Regions from separate parts of the Hordeum vulgare genome. Here all the other regions are linked to region 1. A link is a contact called in public Hi-C data. All regions are on one chromosome and are shown on one strand. Each heading gives the region's core, a stretch centred on a gene start, on an enhancer-like site or on the middle of the called end of the contact. The rest is flanking DNA. Distances are from core to core; before and after follow the strand shown.

Region 1 (4,421 bases), core at 1,559-4,058:
GGAGCATATTAAATTCAAAAAAACCTTAAGAATAATATAGAATAACCTCGAAGATAAGGGACATGTCAAATTCAAATGCACAAAAACCATCGCACAAAAATCAAAATCAAAATCTAGCATTTCATCTAAACCATCAAGGCATTTAAGAAGAGCAAGCATACCTAAGAAAACATAACAGAAAAAACAAAAACAAAATCTAGCTAAAATGTAATCTAATGAATATCTGCATCTAATGAAGCTGAAATAAAAATGATTCTACACGGAAAGAATATGTTCCCGGACATGTGGGTCTCACCTCTGTAGCCAAGACCCCTTTATTGTGTGCAAAGAAAAATCATGAACATAGTCATAGGACAACAAAAATGTTGCACTCCTTTACTAAATGATTTTTGGCAAACAAAGAGTTACATTAAAAAATGTACTACCTCCGTCCAGAATTACTTGTGGCACAAATGTATAAAAATGGATATATCCAGAATTAAAATACATCTAGATATATTTGTTCCTATGACAAGTATTTCCGTACGGAGCAGTACATCATAAGACCAAGTTTTCTTATTCACCAAATTTCATTGGAGCTCTAGAGATCTAAAATTTGAACGAAAAAAGGTTCAAACATGAGGATCTCTGCTAATCCAAGCTTATGAACCGGCATGAGAATCTTTGAGATCATGAGGTGCATGCAACTACTCAGTAATCTTGTTGAGCATATGTGGATCCACAATGGAATGAGCTAATATTTAAATTGTGCACCTAAAATTAATTTTATATAAGAACTATGTATTTTTTGGTACCAACATTTGCTATTTATGTGATGCATTAGCATGTATGATGGACATGCATAAATTTTCATGGATTTGAGACTCCGATTTGAGGTATATGGTTGTCGGGTCCGAGATATGAGGGGTTGTTTAGATGCCTCCGCGCAAATGCCTGAACGGGTCCACGGAAGTTTGAGGTGCTGGATTTTTCAAATCTGGCTATAGATATTATGAGAAAGCAACAATGGATATTTCCTATGGGGAAGAAAGCGGGTTGTTGGTTGATGTCTAGGAGCAGAGATAAAACATTTTTTAATAATTGCGAGTCTAGTAAACTCTATGAGAAAAATTGTAAATATTCCACTAAGACTTGTTTGAAATGGGGCTATTTTTGTGACGATGCCAAAAAGAGCCTAAACCTAGCAAAAAGTCACTTTGATGGACGGGTGCATTGGAGCCCTTTATTTTGAATAGTGTCAAAATGGTATTTTGATGTTTCAAAAAATTCTAAAAACAATTTCACATGTTCATATGTATGTATGTTACACATGTGAAAATTTTGATGATGAAACAAGTAACCATGTGAGTTACACAGAAATGATAAAATCATGAATTTAAAAAGATGAACAATGCATGTATTATTCACTATTAAGAAATTGTCTTTTTGTCATTTTTGTATAGCTCACATGTTTACTTGTTTCATCACCAAACTTTACACATGTATAATATCCAATCATATGATCATGTAGAATTCTGTTCGGATTTATTCATTGAAAATTTAAATCTGATTTTTAAACTATTTAAAATAAAGTCCTCCAATGTATCCATGTTCCAAAAATGCACTCTCCTAAACCTAGACCGTATATTGTGTTAGGGTAAACACCGCAAAATGTTGTAGATGTATCTTTTGTATCAGTCAGTTTTCACCCATTTCAATATTTTATAAGGTTTTTTTCTTTTATGAAAATTCCAAATGGAGGCCGAACTTCATGGAGGTTTTAATATGAAACTTCAAACTCAAAAAAATAGTTTGGAAAAATTCTGAAAAAATTGCAGGCTTTTTAGACTGATGTAGGTGTAGATGTGTGTAAATTTTTAGCCAAAAAAATAGTTCAAACCTAGAGAGATGATGTAGATGTGTGTAAATTTTCAGGTGAAAATACGTTCAATGGGAGCTATACAAAAGTAAATCCGGGCTTTTTAGCATATGCATTGTTCATCTTCAAAGTCCATGTTTTTTTGCGCAGCTTACAATTGAAGTTATTTGATCTGAAAATTTACACACATACACATTGCATCCTTGTATACCTGTGTATTTTCTCCAGATCTTTTTGAAACTAAAAAAATTTGAATTTTAAAAAATAGAAAAATCAAGGCCTCCGTGTAGCTCGGTCTTGAAAATGCCCCACTCCTATATTTCAAGACTACATTTTAAAACATTTATAGCAAAAATGATTTATTTTTAGGGGCGTGTTACACCTTCATTGGCTGATCTTTTTGAAATATTAGCCAGCTCGCGAGCAGTTAGATTTCCCGCATCGAGCGAGCCGCATCTTAATCATTGCAACACAGGTCTTGTTGCAAAATTATATCTGCAACATTTTTCTTGTTGCAGATTTTTTTGCAACAACTGTTTTGTTATAAAAGAATTATAACTTAGATTTTTGTTGCAGATATTTTTTTACAACCGAGGTCTTGTTATAAAAAAATTCATAACAAAGATTTTATTGCAAAACATAAACCTGTTGTAAATAATTGCAACACCGTATATATTTTAAAAACATACTCCATGTTGCACCAACGCGTCCGACGAATGATGGTATGGTCCTCACTTGAATGTGTGTCATGCAAGAAAGGTGACGGATGGGACGCTACGATCCGCCAGGTGATGGTAATCTTTTCCCTTATTTTTAAGTGTGTTTTTGCAACCGGATTGAGCCAAGATGTTGAGCCCACCGTCCGAACTGCAAATGTGTGTGGCAGCACTCGGGCCGCCTAGGCTCGGCCCATCAAAATAAGCATCGCCACCTACGGCCTATCCAGCGCCGCCACTCTCTCGTTTTCCCCATCCCTTGAGACGGCGCCTCCTTTGCCGGAGCACTCAGCACAGTAGACCACGGTCACGGACATCGGCGACCTCCTTCACAGCGTCGCTTTGCCGCCGGCCGTAGAAACCCTTCACCGCCGCCGTTTGGTTTCGGTTCGTCTCCCTACCTTCCGTTCGGCTTAACCATAGCGTATCTTCCCCCATGCTTCTGATTCTCCAACGCCCCAGAAACAGAATTGAATCGGGCTCTGTTGATGGGCAGCTTGCGCGCTCCGCCTCAGCTCGCCGGCGGTACCAGCCTCGGTCGCGGTTACCGGCTCTGTCTTGCCTCCTCCGGGGTCCCCAAATCCAAAGGTGCGAGCTTTTGACTTGCGTATTCTGTTGTTGTTAGCCTTTGGTTCCTAAGCTAGTTGGATAAGATTCTCTGGACTGTAATTTGCCTACTTGGTTGTTTCAGTGTTGGGTGTTAGCTGCGCGATGAAGTCCTATAGGCTGTCCGATCTCAGCGATGCCGAGGTTAGCGGCCTCAAGGCGCGCCCTCGCATTGATTTCACCTCCATTTTCAGCACGGTAAGATAATAGTGAGGTTATTCATGGGTATGGAGTTGAAATTGTGCCCTAGTCTGACATCCATGGGATTTTGATTTGTGGGATTAGGTGAATCCGATTGTTGAAGATGTGCGAGCCAGAGGTGATGCTGCGGTTAAGGAGTAAGTGTTGTGTACTGTTTGAACGTTCTGTTCATGGCCTATTGCAGAACTTTTCTTACTTTGTTGTACATGGTCTGTTCAGTTATACAGAAAAGTTTGACAAGGTCACTCTCGATAATGCTGTTGTGCGTGTTAGGGATCTCCCAGATGCAGAGGTACCCATCTTGTGATGTGCATTTACGTTCTGCACTTGTCTTGTTAATTTAACCGAAGTCACAAGCAGATAATTTTCAGTTTTTTCTCTCCACATGCCATGTTGATATATCATACATGGCTTGTTTGGTTCCTTATTTCTTCAGTTGCAGCTCGCCATTCCATTCTAGGTTTTATCTACTTGCGTTCAGATGTTTCTAATCCTTAGAAATAAGTACACCTGATGTCAGTATATTTTGTGTCCAGATTCAGATGTTTTTTTTTCATTTGCTAGATGATTTTGGCTGTCTTACCTTCATCAAATTTGCAGCTTGATCCAGCTGTGAAGGAAGCCTTTGATGTGGCATATGACAATATTTATGCCTTCCATGTTTCACAAAAGTCGCCAGAAAAGACAGTGGAGAATATGAAAGTAAGAGAATAAGAGATGCTTTGATGCCCCCATTTACGTTTTGGCCTTTCTATATGCTTATGCTTATTTGTGAAGGGTGTGAGATGTAAAAGGATAACTAGATGCATTGGTTCTGTCGGGCTGTATGTTCCAGGGGGCACTGCAGTCTTGCCTTCAACTGCATTGATGCTTGCTGTGGTATGCTCATGTTTATTCAAATACTCTATACTAAGATACCTGCAGTTATTCATTGTCTTAAATTTCTCATGTGGATTCTCTTTTTTAACAGCCTGCGCAGATTGCTGGATGCAAAACTGTAGTTCTTGCCACACCCCCTAGTCGTGATGGTAGCATATGTA
Region 2 (4,107 bases), core at 1,211-3,710, 560 kb after region 1:
ACGTGAAAACACATTGATGGCATAGCGGTGGCTTCTCGCATGCGGCATCCCAAGTAGTGCATTTATTGGAAAAGAAGTTAAGCAACATCAAGAAAACATAGAAGTTCTGTAAAATGTATTAGCAAAGTGAAGTATTGAGCCTTTTTTGTTAACTTTTATAAAAATATTGTATTAGGAAAATCACAAGTAATCTTGAAAATTGGTACAAATAAAGAAGAAATAAAGTAGAAATAAATACGAGCTTAAAAAGTGAAGCCAATGAAATGTAGCAAAGGAGGAAATTAAACACATTATAGGAAAACTAGTGAATAAAAAAACTCATAAACTATAAAAAATATTAGAGACACCAATGGTAATTACGATAATCCCTCCATTCCTTATATAAGGCCACAAACTCAAGTTACACGTATCAAGGTAAATATTGTAAAAATTAATGGTTGCTTTGCAAACTAATTTTTCTTTTCATTAACCGAGATCATTAATACTCCCTCCATCCACGTGCATTGGGAACCTAAGAGAATTCTGAAATTCCAAAAATATAAGTCGCCTATGTCATTATACATGCATTAATATTTGTAATTAACCCTTTCTTGAAAAACGTTGGACCAGCTCATGCAATCCTCCTCCTCCTAGGCTGACCATAGTGGGGAGTATCATATAGTAGTATCATGCATATGATACTATTGTATGATACAACATTCATAGTGCATAGTATTATAAATTAGTATCATACATGACCTCATTTATTGACATGCATGACACATAGTAGCATAGCATTTAACATGTTACGGTATCTACCTATGTTACTCTAACCCTCTCTTTCTTCTTTAATTGTGTGCCACATCAGCATGTTTGCTATTCCCAAGTACATGATACTACCTAAGTTACTCCCACTATGGCCAGCCTTAAACTTGATCCTATTAATTACTCTCGTGTGGGGTTTGGTTGCATGTTATAAATTTAAATTCATGGGTTAGCCAAACCGTGCCAGCTATTATTGTTTGGTTTATTGTAATGTTTTGTAAAGAGAGACTTGGATGGTGATTGGCTTTCTTTATGATTTGAATTATTTACTTAGCCCAATCTTTTTGTGCCTAGATTGCAGTGCTCCTTCTTAGGTGCCCAACACATGTGTAAGGAGGGAGTATGCCACATGCATGCAAGGAAAAAAAAGAGAAGAAAGAAGCTAAGTGTCATTACGACAATATGTATGCAAGTATTAAATAAGTTGCTACTCCGAGGAAATACCATTATTTTTTGCCTTGACTATTGTTAGTGGTCTTATATAGATGCAAAATATATTTTTTATAGTGGCCTTGTATATGAGAATGAGGGGAGTAATATTTCCTTGCCTTCCCATTTTTCTTTAAATGAAATATTTTATTTCTATTGACTTTTTGTGATTTGTTGAAAGAGAATTTAAAGAACAAGTGCAACTCAATCATCGAATAACCCTCATCCAATTCTCATTTGAGTGCATGGACTAAATAATACTCCCAATTATCTCTTTGTGTACTCCAACCCAGTCTCTAAGTTTCCCTCTCCACTAGTTTTGACACAATATCTACACAATATAATTTGATACAAATCAGTAATTTACATAATCAAATATACGCACACAATGCTCACCTCAATCTCTCTGGATCTTTGTATCTGTATGTTTCGCTCATGCACTCTGTTTTTTTCATCGACTATTGTTATATCTACCATCACGCCGACGTCTCTGATCTCCCCCGCACCACCATTTTCCTCAACCTCCTCGTCGTCCTCCAATCCTTCTCGTGCCACCATCTTCTTCAACCTCCTCGCTGCAGTCCCACCCCTCCTTTCTAGATCGGGCATGGCTCGGGGTAGAAGAATAGGTGGCGACGAGGAGGACAAGGTTGTTGGACTTGCTCTAACAATTTTCTTCGGTTTTTCATTTTGCGTGTAAAGTGTGTGAGATTGGTGCCACGTCGTTGTGATACCATTTTGACTAAATCAATTCGGTACCTGATGTAAGGCTGGAATCAAGCTGCAATTGTTGAATTAAGAGGTCGAGTGATATTAACATAAGTGGTCAAACCTAAACTCGGTCTATAACAAAAAGAATTAACATCGCCCATGTGCTACAATTGAACAACTTGTGATCCTTCATTCTCTAAGACTAAAACACACAACGCCTCCAAAATTATATTTTCCGAAACAGAAACGCCAAACTGGTTTGAAGCTCAGTGTGGTTTACAGGTATATTCAAGTCAGAACACTACATGATTCTACACCGGAGCAAACGTATGCACAAACGCGGGGATCATCGACCAAAACGTGGGGTATGCCTGAATTATAAATGGTTTATCCTTTTTCCTGGAAGCAGGGCACATGCATTGGCACGGGGTGCAAGTGGATTGAATCACCGGAATAACACAGACGTTGTCACGGCTCACGCGAGGGCCATCAGCCCATGAGTCGGTTGATGAATCATTGGAATAAACAAAGGACCAGAGACCCAGACTAAGACAAAGCGCCGCCTGCCTATATTATGCCCTTCCATAACCCATTCCCCTCTCAGCTTCTCGCTTTTGAAGCTGCTCCAGCAACCAGTTTCAGTTTTCTCGTTAGTTACCAGCAAATAGCAACAGAGGAGGAAGAGCTAATTGGCATGGCTGTCGTGAATATTGTCAAGCCGCCCATTGGGCAGAGTCCGAATCTACAGGGGCGTGCTCCGAGGAGGGGCAGTGTCGTGGTGAGGAGCTCGCTGCAGGGCGCCGTCGTCGGGAACAGGACGGAGTGGCTGACCAGCTGTGCGGTGCTCTCCAGCAAGGTGGCCGCGCTCGCCCCCCACTCCACCAACGGCCACCTCGCGCTGGCGGCGGCGGCGGCTTCGAACGGCGCGGTGCTGGATTTGGACCCTGTGAAGACTATTAATGGCAGCGCACGCAACCTGCCGGCGCCCCTGCGGATCGCGGACCTGTCCCCGGCGCCCATGCACGGCTCGGAGCTGCGCGTGGCCTACCAGGGCATGCCTGGCGCGTACAGCGAGAAGGCGTCCGTAAAGGCGTACCCGGGCTCCGACGCCATCCCGTGCGACCAGTTCGAGGTGGCGTTCCAGGCCGTCGAGAACTGGATCGCAGACCGCGCCGTGCTCCCGGTGGAGAACTCGCTGGGAGGAAGCATCCACCGCAACTACGACCTCCTGCTCCGGCACCGCCTGCATATCGTCGGCGAGGTGCAGCTCCCCGTGCACCACTGCCTCCTCGCGCTCCCGGGCGTGCGCAAGGAGGACGTCACCCGCGTCATCAGCCACCCGCAGGCGCTGGCGCAGTGCGAGCACACGCTCACCCGCATGGCCGGTCTCAACGCTGCCCGCGAGGCCTTCGACGACACGGCCGGCGCCGCCGAGTACGTGGCCGCCAACGGCCTCCGCGACACGGCCGCCATCGCGTCCTCCCGCGCCGCCGAGCTGTACGGCATGGAGGTGCTCGCCGACGGCATCCAGGACGACTCCGGCAACGTCACGCGGTTCGTGATGCTAGCCAGGGAGCCCATCGTGCCGCGCATGGACCTCCCCTTCAAGACGAGCATCGTGTTCGCGCACGACAAGGAGGGCACCTCCGTGCTCTTCAAGGTGCTATCCGCCTTCGCCTTCCGTGACATCAGCCTCACCAAGATCGACAGCCGGCCTCACCGGCCCATCCGCCTTGCCGCCGACGATGCCGGCAGCGGCACCGCCCCGAAGCAGTTCGAGTACATGTTCTACGTGGACTTCCAGGCCTCCCTCGCCGACCCGCGCGTGCAGAATGCACTTGCTGAGGTGCAGGAGTTCACGTCATTCTTGCGCGTGCTCGGGAGCTACCCCATGGACATGACACCTATGGCTGCCGGCGTTGCCTCATCCGATTCATCGTCGGCTTATTCGTCTTCTTGATTGGATTCGATCGAGTTAATTTAATCGCCATCGAGTAATTAATCGCGTTCTTCATTTTTCTTGTCGTGTCACAGTACGTGTAATAGTGCCAGTTGAGCTGATTAGACCTTAGGGCGATGCTCTGCGCGGGCGCGCCGGCCGCGCGCAGGCCGCCCGATTTGCCAGCTGTAGATGGGCGTGTTGTTAGATTTTCATGCAATATA
Region 3 (4,583 bases), core at 1,965-4,464, 880 kb after region 1:
CCAGAGTTGCATTGCGTCCGAGGTCTTGAAAATCTTGTCTTAGCCGGTCTTGATTATTATATCAACCTCGCATCACTCGTGGTATACACTCAACCGATAAACCCGTCTACTCAAGCATAGCATTAAGAAATTGTCGTCCCGGGGGCCAAGTATCGGGGTTGTTGTGTGCCTACCACATGATACTACAACTTATGCTAAAGTTTCCAAGTACCTAGGCAGCATGCAATTGGGCAAAGAAGGTGATCTACCGTGCATCGAAAACATAGGTAAAATAACATGATCAAAATGACTTGCCTTGATGATAGTTGTCTTGCTCGAGCGCTTCTAAGTAACACGCTTCGCACTCCGGATGATCTACCGATACAAACACAAAGCACACCATAAGCACTTCACTCATGCAACAAGTAAAAATAACATCACAAGTAAGGATTTGCTAAAGCCTACGTAAAAGAATTCATCACGCGCCGGTATGGCAGAAACTTGTTTCTGTTGAAAACACTAGTACAAATACTTTAAAAAATTTGAAACTTCTACCACAGTAAGATTTTATCACTAGGAAGCAGTAGCAAAAAGAATCAACTCAAAATCATTTTTTAAACTCCTGGAATAGGCAAAACAAGGTTTAAACTAAATCTTCTCTAACTTATATTTGAAACTTTCAAACATAGACAAATTATATGTTTTAAAACTACAGGAAATTTTTGAGCTACTGGAAAAAGAATCAATGTCATTGGACTTCGGGATCAAAAGTTGTGGCCAAAACAAAACAGAAACTTTCTGTTTTTGTAATATAGACAGAAAAATATAAAGCTAACTAGTACTAAAGGGAGGGTACACGTGGCCTGTTACTATTGGCTGCGGGTGCTGTTTGTTGCATGGCTAGGAGCAAACGGCCTAGGCTTAACAAAATTCACTGGTTAAATCATAAGTGAAAATAAAACCGTTGGTTTTCTAAACTAAACCGAAGAGTTATCCCTAGATCAAATCTAAACCATCCAACTAAGATCTAAGGGCTATAAACGAAAAAAATAAAACAACAGAAAGTAGAGGAGAGCTACCGTGCTGTGGAGTAGCTCCGGCAAGAAGAAGATGGTGACGTCGCCGGCGAGGGGGAGGAGGGGGCTCCGGGGCGTTGGAGGGGATGGGGCGGCGGCGGCGGGGCAGTCCTCCTCCTCGAGGGAGGCGCTCGGGGGAGAGGGGCGACTGACGGGGTGGCGCTGCTCCAGGGCCGAAGGTGGCAGTGCTGCTGCTCCGGCGGGCGGGCTTGGGCGGCGAGGGGACGGGGCGGGGTGGCGGCGATGGTGGGAACGGGGGCGGCTCGGGTGGGGTGTTATATAGGCCACGGGAGGGGTGGGCTAAGGAAGGAGTAGAGAAGATCAGGGAAGGAAATCCCGAGCTTGGCTCGGTCTTGGCCTCGAGCAGTAGAATAGGAAGGGGAGGAAGGTGGTGACCGACGGGAGAGAAGGCTCGGGTGGTGGGGTCCACTGGCCATAGAGAGGGAGGCGGTGGAGAGTGGGGCGGGCGGCCGATATTTACGGGATTCAGATCCCAGGACAGGAGATTTCGGCCCAGGCTATAAGGCGCTCGGGGGCGGCGGTTTCTAAAGAAAAGAAAAAGTCCTTTCCTATTTCTAACTTTTTCCGAGACAGAAAATAAAAACGAATAAAAAGGAAATAAATCAAAATATTAATATAGGGTATTATATACCAAAAAAATCAGAAAAATATTCTCTACCCGAATAACATTTTTCCAAAGCAAAAATAAAAACTTTAAAAAATGTTTTTTCAGAAATTTCCAAATTTGCTTTATTTCTTTTTGCAAATAATCTTTGGGTTTTCTTGGCTCCAATATTTCAAACATTTGCTCGCACTTTGGAGGGTCATTTTCCTCCGCTCTCTCTCTTGCGTGCAAGAGAGTATTTTCTCCGGGCATTTTCTCGCGCGAGGAAAAATGGAAATGCAAAACCAAAAAAAGACGAAGGAACTTCACGTGCTAAATTTATTTCAATCAACATGCATAGATGCTTAGCTACAATGTAAAACATTCCCAATTAGGAAAATTGGGATGTTACACAGATCCACTCGGGCCGCACCGCGGTGTATGCACCATGCCGCCTCTCCCTCCGCGGCTGCGTCGCTGGTGCTCAGGGCCCACGGGGCTGTGGGCGGCGCGAGCCCCAGGGGCCGCCGGAGAAGCGCGCCCGCGGCCCTCTGCGCCATGAGCTTCGGTGGCCTTGAGAGAGGAACACGGACGGTAGGGGAGCGGCGGCGGCGAACAGGAAGGAGCTGCCGGGCCGACTGGACCGAGAGGTCAACCACCACGAGCTCGCGGCGGCCGTTGGCGGCGAACCGGAAGGAGCTGCCAGAGGCACCGAGGAAGTAGAGGACCTCCCCCGGGGGCACGACGGGGGAGATGATGTCCGAGACGGCGATGCGGAACCAGCGGCCGGACGGCCCGTGGAAGCCCCGTAGCGCGGCGCCGCGGGGCGGGAGCTTCTTGAACACAAGGAGCCACGCGGCGGCCGGGGCGGGGCCGGACGAGACGGAGGATAGGTGGTAGAAGCGGCGGAAGTCCGGGGAGGAGATGAGGTGGGACAGGGGACGGGCGACGGAGCGGACACGGAGCAGCTCCGGGAGCGCGAGGCGGATGAGGCGGGAGTGGGTGAGATTGTGTGGAGGGGTCGGGTGGGGGGAGGGGGAGTGGGTGGTTCGGGTGTTTTTTTTTTATAACGAGGTGGGTGAGATTGTGAGGTTTTTCTTTTTTCATGAAATTGTGAGGTTATTTTTTATAACGAGAGTGGGTGAGGTTTTTTTTATACCGGGAGTATGTTCTTATTTTTCTTTTTTTACCTTTTCCGTGTCTACCATGTTTATTTGTACAATATAGAATATTTGATTCTATTTTGACTACTTCCTCCATTCCTAATTATAAATCTTTTTAAATTTTCAAATATAAATAACATATGGATCAAAATGTCTATATGCATTCGTATGTAGTGCATAAAAGACGTATATTTAGGCACGGAGGGAGTATACAGACAATAAATATCCCATATGTTCTTTACTAAGAAATTCACCATGTTGATTGCATTGGATGTGTGATTTTTGTTAATTATGAGCAGGAAATTTTCGATGTACGGTTATTCGTGCGTTGCACGTGCATGCTTACTGGTCATGAAGTAAAGTACCATCCAACGGTAGCTGACGTGGTGAACGAGGCCACACTAAAAACTCAGCTAGCTGAGTTCTAGCAACACCAATAAAGAAATATAAATGTATATACTTAATTTGTGGAGGAGAGGCAGTCATGCTTCAATAATTGACAGGCCAATCACCTCAGGTTACAATGATTCCATGTGTATATCTGCCGTGCCGTTCTCATCTCACCTTTTCTCGGGTACAAGTCACTTCCCAGTTGCTTCTGGCTTCGATTGTGCTCCTCGCCTTTGAAAATTCGGTTCTCCTTGCTTTAATTGTGCCCTGTTTCGCCTTCGTCTCGGCTGGTTCTTATATGGCCATAGGATCAGCTGCAGCTGCACACGGCATGCTCTGCTCTGCATGGACAACCTCCGCGTCCGGCTCCCGTGCACCTTGCCGCCGGCAGCCGTGATCCTTGCGCGCGCCGTCTGATCGCCCGGGTGTTTGGACTTTGGAGCTGTTCTGCGGCAGCGCTTGCCGGTCACCGCCAGCACGGGCGATGCCTCCTCACGCGCCTTCCTTCGACAAGAGCTGCTCCGGCGACCGGCAAAGGCAGGAGGCAGGAGGGCAGCTGCTGCGAGGCCCGGGGCAGCGGTCGGCGTCGTTCCACGGGCGCGGGACGGAGCAGCGGCACCAGCTGGCAAAGCAGAGGCCCAAGACGCAGCCGGACCTGCTCGCCGGCGTGAGGGGCAGGAACTTCCGGGCCGCAGACGACGGCGAGCCGCTGGCGGTCCGGAGGACGCCGAGCAAGGTGCTGGTGAACGTGACCGTGCAGAGGAGCCTGTGGCCGCTGAACGTCATGGCGTCGGCGGAGTGGAGCGTGGCGGACCTCGTGGCCGCCGCCGTGGGGATCTACGTCAAGGAGGGCAGGCGGCCCTTGCTGCCATCGACCGACCCGTCCACCTTCGGCCTGCACTACTCCCAGTTCAGCTTGGAAAGTAAGTTTGTTGCATCTCAAGACCACGGTACCCTCTGCATTTTTCATCCCAGAATTGCACACCACACCACAGAACTATCAAAGTGTGGAAAGTCAACCCAAATCGCTAATAGCCCCACTGAGAGCGTCAAGTCGGTGACAACAACCAGTGATCATTTAGTGAGCATCATCTGCATCATTCAGTAAGATAAGAGAAGGATCATCCACTGATCATGTAAAATGTTTTGGACTCATTGCTTAGGTTTGGACCCGAGGGAGAAGGTGATGGAGCTAGGGTCCCGGAGCTTCTTCCTGTGCCCGAGGTCCTCCTCGGCCGCCATCCAGACCTCCTCATCTTCCTGCTCCTCTGCCGGAGCAAGCGGTGTCAGGAACGCCGGGGAGGCGCCTACGTCAGCAGGCGAACCGCCGGCTTGGCTGCGCTACATGCCGTTCTGGCCGACCATGTAGCG

The links. A called contact is a pair of places that touch in the nucleus more often than the background predicts.
Region 2: a Hi-C map of seedling shows a contact between it and region 1, with 4 times the contacts expected there. The contact joins the promoter of LOC123430245 here to the promoter of LOC123426635 in region 1. A contact is called at or near these places in 3 of 6 Hi-C or Micro-C datasets (leaf and seedling) and 1 of 1 datasets of contacts at active chromatin or transcription factors (embryo).
Region 3: a Hi-C map of seedling shows a contact between it and region 1, with 4 times the contacts expected there. The contact joins the promoter of LOC123426632 here to the promoter of LOC123426635 in region 1. A contact is called at or near these places in 2 of 6 Hi-C or Micro-C datasets (leaf and seedling) and 1 of 1 datasets of contacts at active chromatin or transcription factors (embryo).

The regions. Positions count from the first base shown.
Region 1 is chr2H:455,446,024-455,450,444 of MorexV3_pseudomolecules_assembly, reverse strand. It overlaps LOC123426635 (histidinol dehydrogenase, chloroplastic), which reads left to right and starts at 2,808. Exons shown (of 15, transcript XM_045110496.1): 1 at 2,808-2,961; 2 at 3,037-3,162; 3 at 3,266-3,378; 4 at 3,466-3,518; 5 at 3,601-3,673; 6 at 3,982-4,083; 7 at 4,159-4,260; 8 at 4,352-4,421. The coding sequence starts at 3,063.
Region 2 is chr2H:454,890,505-454,894,611 of MorexV3_pseudomolecules_assembly, reverse strand. It overlaps LOC123430245 (arogenate dehydratase/prephenate dehydratase 6, chloroplastic-like), which reads left to right and starts at 2,460. Exons shown (of 1, transcript XM_045114120.1): 1 at 2,460-4,107. The coding sequence starts at 2,519. The coding sequence ends at 3,904.
Region 3 is chr2H:454,563,395-454,567,977 of MorexV3_pseudomolecules_assembly, reverse strand. LOC123426632 reads left to right here and starts at 3,214. Exons shown (of 2, transcript XM_045110491.1): 1 at 3,214-4,135; 2 at 4,376-4,583. The coding sequence starts at 3,697. The coding sequence ends at 4,581.